2 separate regions of the Rattus norvegicus genome follow, and region 2 is linked to region 1. The links are chromatin contacts, called in public Hi-C maps. All regions are on one chromosome and are shown on one strand. The core of a region is the stretch at or near the end of the contact, and the rest is flanking DNA. Distances in the headings are between cores, read along the strand shown. Region 1 overlaps Nmnat3 (nicotinamide nucleotide adenylyltransferase 3). Region 2 holds the start of Rbp1 (retinol binding protein 1).

Region 1 (4,418 bases), core at 1,017-3,516:
CTATTTTATTGAATCCCTTGGCAAATCTTGGATAGTTTCCTTAAGTGTAAATTACCATGAAGGTAAATTGAAAATGTATCGAGAAACAGGCAAGGAGACTCGTGCAGAGTCACGGAGTCAGCAAGCTTCATTCGTTCCTGGAATTTTTTTTAAAAGTCTCCTTTCAATACAATTAAAACAGAAAGAATTGATTTGATTAGCAAGGCTTCCCTTCCCTATGTCGCCATCCTCACTGAGGGTGGCCCACTTATCTGTCCAGTCTCCACAAAAGCCAGGCTACCTTTCTCTGAGCCTCTTCTGAAATCCAGAGGCTAGCCCATGTGCCAGCACTGACCATCCCGTGGCCGGCTACCTCCCTGAGGCTGAGGGCTCATGAGCCTCCCTCCAGGCCCATGAGGGCTGTCTCCATATTTATGAATGTCTGAGAGGAAATAGTGCTTGTGGTGAGAAAAGGAGGCGGGGTTAAAATTTTGAGATTCAGTGGTATTTCCTGTGTGCCACCCACCGTGTCTGCCCACAGCCTGGTTTCTGTTCCCTATCCTAATGCATTTGATTGCTACACCAAGGCTTTTGAAAGGTGTGGTATCATTTAATCTCGTTGTATAAGTGAAGGAAGGGATTCCGGTGACATAATTTCCTGAGTTTTGTAGGAAGTCTGACCGTTGGGAACAGATGAAATGGCAGATTCCTCACCTGCCGGGTTATCTGGTTGTAAGGAGAAGAGCCGCTTTGCATGGGTTCCATCAAACAGAGGCATTCAAGGCAGATTTGACCTACTTCCCAGTAAGATGAAGGGCCATACACCTAGTCAGAAGTGCCTGCTGGCAGCCCGTCCCTACAGAACCTTCACACCGGCTTTCCAGACCCGAGGCCCCCAAGAAGAAGAGGGTAGTCAGCTTCTGAGAAGCCACAAGAGCCTCGAATTTTCTAAGTGCTTAAAAAACCACTGGCACGCACCTATATTCCCAGCACATAGTGGGTAGAGACAGGAAGACAGGAAGTTTGAACCCCAGTGCAGGCTAAATAGTAAAATCAAAGCCAGCCTGGACTACATGAGACGCATCTCAAAATAAGTAAGTAAATGAAACTAATTTAGAGAGATCCACTTTTGATACAGAAAGACCTAACTCCTACCTCTTGTGTTTACCTAGGAGTTTGGCACTGTTAAATACTGCTAACACACACACACACACACACACACACACACACACACACACACACATTTTTCTAAACCTTTACTATAAGCACCCTTTATTTTTTTTGTCAAGTAAACAGGACTGGGGGAGTAGCCATATGGCCCCTGGAATGACAACTGGTAGGACTTTCCCTTAAGCTGTCAACCTAGAGGTGCTTAGAAGTACGGGCCCCGTTATCCAAAGCCTAGTGCTGTAGAGAGCTCCCACAGGTTAGAACCGTGATACTCGAAGCTCCACACTATAGCACTAAGGCAGCCAAAGAGCTCCCAACCCACAGCAGGATCTGGAAGACACTAAGGCTACAATGGATAGCAAATGCAAGACACTAGAGAGACTGAAATTGTGGAAAAGGATGGGCTCTCCCAAGGCAATGCTATAAGGGCTTCAAGCGCTGGTACCTGGATGAATTCAAGAGAGCTGACGGATGTCAAAGGTCCCAGTCAAAGCTCTAGGGCTGTAATTTTGGCGGCTGGGTGTCCTGACATCTACCTTGAGCCCCTAGAACAATGAGCCTCCGGCTTTAGAAGCTTGGAGCCATAGGCTACTGGTTCTCAAGGCCTCTGGATTTGAGAGCCTCTGGGAGCATGTGAGCCCCTGGAGCTCAAGGCCATCAGTGTCTTGTCTGGGTAGAGCAACAGAACTGCTGGGCGTTTGTGGCATTCTTAAAAGACAAACACTAGGTTTATCAGACAGAGATGTACACAACAGGGGGAGAGATGGGAGGGGGAGCTCGCACACACAAAGGCATCCATGCAAATGAATAGGTTCTAATAGCCTGTGCACATATCGGACCCGTGCAAGCAGCCACCACCACCAGGGGCTTTGTAACAACTCATACAAGCAGAAGCACTGTCATCCAGCCAATGCCAAGTGCCTGTAAACGATTGCAGAGGTGGGTATGAAGAGCAGACCAAAAATCCTCTCTATGGAAAAGAAAAATATATATTAAAAGGGCTAAAGAGATGGCTCAGCAGGTAAAGGTGCCTGCCACCAAACTTGATGACCAGAGTTTAATTCCCGGAAGAGAATTAGAGGAGAGAATGGACTCGTGAGCTTTATCCTCTGACCTCAATACCAGTGCCCTGGCGTGAGCACACAGGCCAAATAACAACATACTTTTTTTTTAAGTCTTAATCCCTTGTAGACAGGCGGGGAAGAAAAGTTTAGACCCCAGGAAATATGGCTGCTTTCTTGTTTACTCTCCCAGATCGTTACAAAGGTGCACACAAAGAAAGCAGGACATTTGGCAGTGAATGAAAAAGAAACCACCCACTGGTGCGCTCTGCATAGAAAGGTTCTGGAGGGCTTTAGAGTGTGTGGGAAGAGGTTTGCTTGTTGAAAGGAAGACACTGCACAGACAAAGAGAGATCAAGAGCAGATGGGAGAGCTGTGAGCACCGAGGGCACCGAGGAGGGAGGGCACTGCACACACCTGAAGCTGCAGACTCCACTTTAGGGCTGGAGGCTACCTGGATCTGCTTTTTCCTGTACCCCAGGCCTCCACAGCCCAGGTACGCCTGGCCTCGGAAAGGAATGAGAACTGCTGATTTGCAAGAGCACCAGGCTGCAAAGGGATAAAGACTCTCTGGCTGAAGAAAAAAAAAATACAAAGAGTGTTAAATGTGCTTGGAATCTGATAAGGAAAAATTTTTTAAAGAGTACTCAGTGGCCCCATAGCTTCAGCATCCTCAGGTAGAGAGAGCATGCTTTCCGGGCCTCTTGGAAGCTAGGTTTAATCACAATAATCTCCTTTTAAAAGCAGGCTTATCCCTTTGGTTGAAATCCTGGGTTTTTTTTTAAAAGAACCTGCTATCCTCCAGCTCTCTTCCAATGTTTCCTCAACTCCCCAAAGCATCTGCAACAGTTACTGTTGATATGTCTTAGATATTTCCCTTTCAAGGCCTTGTTTCCAGGATGCTTTCGACCAGTACAGCCAAAGAAAGAGAAATGAGGGAGAAGAGAGAGCCGGTGTGGGCAGGGCCAGTTGTCCAGAGCTCAGGGACCTCTTCTTTCTCTGTTCCTACTGAGCACAGAACTAAACCTGTGAAACAGAAAAGGGATTGCAGAGCTCCCAGCCAGCCACACCCTGACATTGTCCACCCTTTATCTCAATTGTTTTGATATGTGCAGTTTTGATTAAGACTGGTGTGGTGCATCTTAATAAAATGCTGATAAGCGCGCCAAGGCATTCTCCGTGGAAATAATGCGGTCTTTAGTTTGGAATGCCATTAAGTCTCTGCTCCCTGGTTTGTGAGGCTGCCAGTGTTTTAAGTAGCAATAATGTTTTATTAAAGCCCAGCCTCGCTGGCAAAGATGGTCACATTTTTCAGGTCAGTTCCAAAGAGGCCTTTCCTCTATCACATTCCCCCCAAAGTAGCACCGTGAAAGGACCCCATTCTGACAGACCAGCAGTAGCAAGTCCTTCTTAGCCCCGGCAAGCTTAGCTACCCCTTGCCCAGACGTCATCCCCTTTATCAGCACAGTGCATCAGAAAAGCAGAGACGGGCTCGCGTTCTAGTATATATCCTGTATTTTTACGGTAATGCCCTACACCCAGATCCTCCAGAGGCGTTTTCTCAACTGAGGCTACCTCTGCCCCAGTGTCCAGTTGGTATACAACCAGTCAGCACAGCTACTCTATGAAGCACCACACCAGACTCGGTGGCCCAAATTGACCATTTTGTAATGTTCAGTGACTCAGGAGTTTGGACAGCGCACAATGGTCGTACTTGTCTCTTGGTCCATTTCTCAGCCCAGACAGAGCTTTCATTCTTGTCTGACAGATATGAATGCCGAGTGTGGAGACCACACCATGGACATGTGGCCACTCGGCTCTCCCGAGTAGGCTAGTTCAGGATTCTACATCATGGTATCTATATCACAAAGACAAAGTGTCCCCAGACTCTAAAACGGAAGTGCCCAGTCACCAACAGTGTCACTGCTGTCACGTTGTAGCATAGTCACATGGAGGAATGGCCAGGTCCTCATAAAATGTGCATTCAGGAGGTGATGTGGGAGTATTTGGCCCAGGCAGGTGCCACAGTTCCCTCCCGTGCCATGCCCACTGGGTCAGGAAGGAGAAGCCCACCACACCCGTTATGGTGGTATTAAGCAGTCTTGCCACACCTTCCATTACTAGATAGAGAGAGCATTAGTTGCACCTGAACCACAAGTTCTCAGTGCCATGACAGAACAAACAGTGTATTTTTTAAAAAAAAATTTT
Region 2 (4,353 bases), core at 178-2,677, 55 kb after region 1:
AACAACCCACAGCCTAAACAAGCCAGAGCAAACAAAGGGCAAATGGAGCCCAAGGCTGTGATGGGGATACAGCTGTGGCCCTCACTCAGGGTGATTTTTTTCTCTAACCTCAGAACTTGACAACATCTGGAGACATTTTTGCAGAACTTTAGGGAGCTGGGACCAGCAGTGCTACTGAAAATCTTAACAGATTCGTTTCAATAGTGCTGAGGCTGAGAGCCCCTGGTGTTCAGCAAGGGAGTCCCTGAGTGAGCGAGGAGGGCTAAAATTCCAACCTTTCTCCCAGAGGACACTTGCCCTACCCTGAGGGGATGGGATGGTGCCCTTTCCTCGTTTAGCCAAATACTCTGAGGAATGGGGGAGGCATAGTTCTTCTTCGCCAAGAAGAAAGCATACCATACCTCATTCCACAGGCTCCCAGGTGCTGATCTGTGCTAAAAAAATTTTTTTTAAAGAAATATTTAGTCTTTAGTAGGTCAAAAAGTCAGACACTGTCATCTCTTTGTAGCACACAGGTAGCAGGTGAGATGAGATAAAGGTCTTCACTGCTACCGTTGCCAATGGCAGCAGAGGATCAGAAGCCACAGAACACGCCCACCCCTACCCCCACCCCATTCCGACCCAGGCAAATAGGCACTGAAGATAGTAATGGAAGTCTACAGAAACAATGAGGCGTCGTTCAGTGCACAGGTATGGAAAGGGCCCAGAATATATTAACTAAAAAAAAAACAACGTGCAGAATCGAGGAAAGGTCTGTGCTGTCCTTCCCTGGAAGAAGACAAAAACACACTATCCCACAGAAGAGTGTCCGTCCACGTGAGCAGAAGGCCTTGGGTCTCTGACCTCCGTGCATGGGTTCACCTGGAGCGTTTTCCTGTCCAGTGCACATTTAGGACCACCAACTTTGCTTTATTTCCTGGGAGAGCTGTGGGCAGTTGCTCTGCTCTTCGTCCCCAGAGTTAAACAGATCAGCTTTTTAGGAACTGGCCAGACCACTGACACAGAGCTTGAGACAAAGGCCAGTAAATGGCCTCTTCCTTAATAACGCTAGCAAACCTGAAGGAGATGTGTTTTCAACACTCAGGAGGCCTGGGGGTGAGAATTTCAGGTGTTTGAAGGAGTCCCTAGGGAAGTGGGGAGGGGTACACAGAAACTAGGACCAAGAGCAACCCTTGCCTTTCCACACCTCTTCTTTCTAGGCTGGGGAGGTGAAAAGAACGAATGGAAGGTCTGAACTGAAGGTGGCCCACAGCAGGGACAAACCTGGCCCCGCCCCCAGCCCCGCCCCTATTCCCGCCCCGCCCTCTCACACTGGGAGGAGGGATCGCTACAATGGACCCTCCTGCGGGCTTTGTGCACTCTCCGAATCCAGCAGTCGCCGCCCCACGGAGCCCCGTGTCCCCGGAGGGCGCCCATTTCCGGGCCGCCCTTCACCCGGAGCGCATTGGCAGCCACAGTCCCAGCGGAGCCCACAGCCGCTCCCGCCTTCTCCGTGTCGGGCGATCCCCAGTCTGTCCCCAAAATGCCTGTGGACTTCAACGGGTACTGGAAGATGCTGAGCAACGAGAATTTCGAGGAGTACCTGCGTGCGCTCGGTAAGCGTGACCCGCGCGGTGCACAACCCCGGGCTCCCCGCAGACCCTGCCACCCAGACCAGAGCGCTGCTGGCTGCTGCCAACTAGAGGGCCCTAGCTGTTAGGATTAATTGGTGGCAAGAGTCAGATAGCTATCCCCAGAGGTAGATAATTCAATCACTAGAGCTGGGTCAGCTTTGCTAGTTTGTTTTTAAAGGTCTAGCAAAGAAAAACAAAACAGAACAAAACTTTGTTTTCTAAAGAGGGCAAGACACGGATGGCCCTCTAAGTGAGCTGGAATCTCAACCTTGTTCCGCTACCTGGGAAGCCCGCTACCTAGGGGATCCTTTCTTCTCTGAGTTTTCTTGACAACTCTGCCGCTGCTCTCTCTGCACCCCTTGTAGATGTCAACGTGGCCTTGCGAAAAATCGCCAACTTGCTGAAGCCGGACAAAGAGATCGTGCAGGATGGCGACCACATGATCATCCGCACGCTGAGCACTTTTCGAAACTATATCATGGACTTCCAAGTTGGGAAGGAGTTCGAGGAGGATCTGACAGGCATAGATGACCGCAAGTGCATGGTGAGACCCTTGGAGCCCTTGGTGTCTCCTGCCCTCTGGTTCTATCCTAGAGCTGGGTTAGCTCATTGGAGGGAGAAAAGATCCGGTATTGGGAAACACTGGATCTTCCCTCCAGGCCCCAGAGTCCCAGGGTAGGCTAAACCCACCCTTCAAGTGTTGGTGGCCGGACAGAATCGATTGTTTGGTCAGCTGTGAAGGCTCCAACCCTGCCAAGTGCTCAGACACACATGGCCTCACCGAGGCTCACCCTAACTGTGAGGAGATAGGAGCTTGTTCATTTTAAAGATAAAATCAACGTAATCAATGGATAGAGTGGTGGGGAGGGGCCTGGAATTCTTGACCTCTTTGGTGGAGAGCAGGAAGAGAGAAGGCACAGGGAGCCCTCTGCAGTGTTATTTTACCCAAGTGATCTAGTGCAAGGTCTCTGAAGGGAGCAGGGACACCTTTGCCTCTGCTGGAAGTCCCCTGGCCTGCAGCTGCAAAGCTGGGATTTGACCCTGGTTCACACTGATACCCACTGAGCCCTGCGCTTCCTTTCAACCTCTCACCCAGTTCCTAACCCTATAGAACTGTAAGCAGCATCCAGGGTCAGAGGAAGAAGCAGTAGGGATAAAGGAGGCCCCAGCCCCTCTGAGAGTGGGAAACTAGTGACCCGAAGACCCCAATTAGCGGTACCACAGCAGACTCTGGTCAGCCTCAGGCCTCCGTCAGCATTCTGACATTCCTGGGAGGCCAGGATACCCTCATTGTCTCTTGCATGGTCTTGGGTCTAGCCCTGGCTTGTGCCTGCTTCCAGCAGTGTCTCTTGCATGGTCTTAGGTCCAGCCCTGGCTTGTGCCTGCTTCCAGCAGTGTCTCTTGCATGGTCTTAGGTCCAGCCCTGGCTTGTGCTTGTTTCCAGGCGATGCCTTGCTTTGTAGGAAGGGGGAGCTTGCCAAGGGCATTTTTCGGATATAAATGTATAGACCCTGCACTGTGTCATGTCCCACCACAGCCAGTGAAGGGGCTATTGGGAACCCCATAGTAAGCCAGTAGCTAGGGGGAAGAAAACTGCAGAAGTAGGGATTTTAACCTTCTTATGTTGAAGGCCACACCCCACCAGGTTCCTCTGTGGTTGTCCTTTCAGAAACAGTAGGGCTAAATTCTCGAGGACGGTGGCTGAAGAGGGTTAAGGATCACCAGGAGGACCACTCAGTCTTACCTGCTTTATTCTTTGGGAAACTATCAGCCAGTATCTGAGCCTGCCATTGGGAACGATGGGAAAAGAGTAGGCAGTAAGCAGTGTATTTGGAGAGGCCTTGGGAGGGAGAAAACGACTGTTCTAGAACAATGCTGTACTCCAACGCAGTGATTCTCAACCAACCCCTTTGGGGGATCACATATCTGATATCCTGCATTTTTACATTGCATATTTACATTACGACTTATAACAGCAGCAAAACTGTAGTTATGAAGTATCAACACAAATAACTTTATGGTTGGGGCTCACCAGCACACCACATGTATTAGAGGGTCACAGCTCTGGGAAGGTTGAGAACCGCTGCTCGAAAGTCTCCAGGCACCAAACGCTTACAGTCAGAAAGGACACCTTCAGACAGGAACTGCCTTCTCTCCATTGTCCTAGACTGCTTCCGGTCCACTACATGGAATTCACAGCAGATGTGCCTTTATTGGGGATCACTGCAATTCTGAATATGCTGGCTTGTACTTGATTGATTGTTGTTACTGACCACCTGGTAATATGAGTGAGTGTTCACCAAAGGGTCTACCGTGTGCCTGGTGATGTCATAGTTTACATGTCATTCGCCAACTTTATATATAGGGCTTCCTCCTGTGTTAACCTTGGGGTGAGGGTTACCTAAAGGGCAGAGGGAAGGTCAGAGCAAGCAGCCTGCCTCCCTTGAATGTGGCCATGACAGCAGGGACAGACAAAAAGCAAAGCACAGTCTGTGACATCCGGGAATACACAGTCTTTGTGTGAGATAGACACCCAAAGGTCACAACAGCTTGCGCTATGAAGACAAAGGGAGGCGAGTCATGGGCAGGATGGAGGGGATCCTGGGGTTCTGGAGGAGGTCCCTACTGCGCTAGGTGGAGAGGCATGGGTTATGGAAAGGATTTGGAGCACAGGGGAAAGGGCCACGACTACCTTTTCTTAGACCTTCCTGGTAGGTGAACAAGCCAGGGATTCTGCTCA

Evidence for each region. A called contact is a pair of places that touch in the nucleus more often than the background predicts.
Region 2: a contact with region 1 is called in a Hi-C map of liver, with 2.5 times the contacts expected there. The contact joins the promoter of Rbp1 here to the enhancer-like site in region 1. A contact is called at or near these places in 2 of 12 Hi-C or Micro-C datasets (both in liver).

Annotation. Positions count from the first base shown.
Region 1 is chr8:107,846,850-107,851,267 of GRCr8, forward strand. All of the region lies in intron 2 of Nmnat3 (nicotinamide nucleotide adenylyltransferase 3), which reads left to right. Among named protein-coding and RNA genes, the nearest start is that of Rbp1, 56 kb to the right of the region's middle. Within about 2 kb of position 2,267, at least 11 of the 93 cell types and tissues checked have an H3K27ac peak or open chromatin away from gene starts, as enhancers often do. A contact at or near this core is called in liver, where this site is marked.
Region 2 is chr8:107,903,162-107,907,514 of GRCr8, forward strand. It overlaps Rbp1 (retinol binding protein 1), which reads left to right and starts at 1,428. Exons shown (of 4, transcript NM_012733.5): 1 at 1,428-1,595; 2 at 1,979-2,157. The coding sequence starts at 1,523.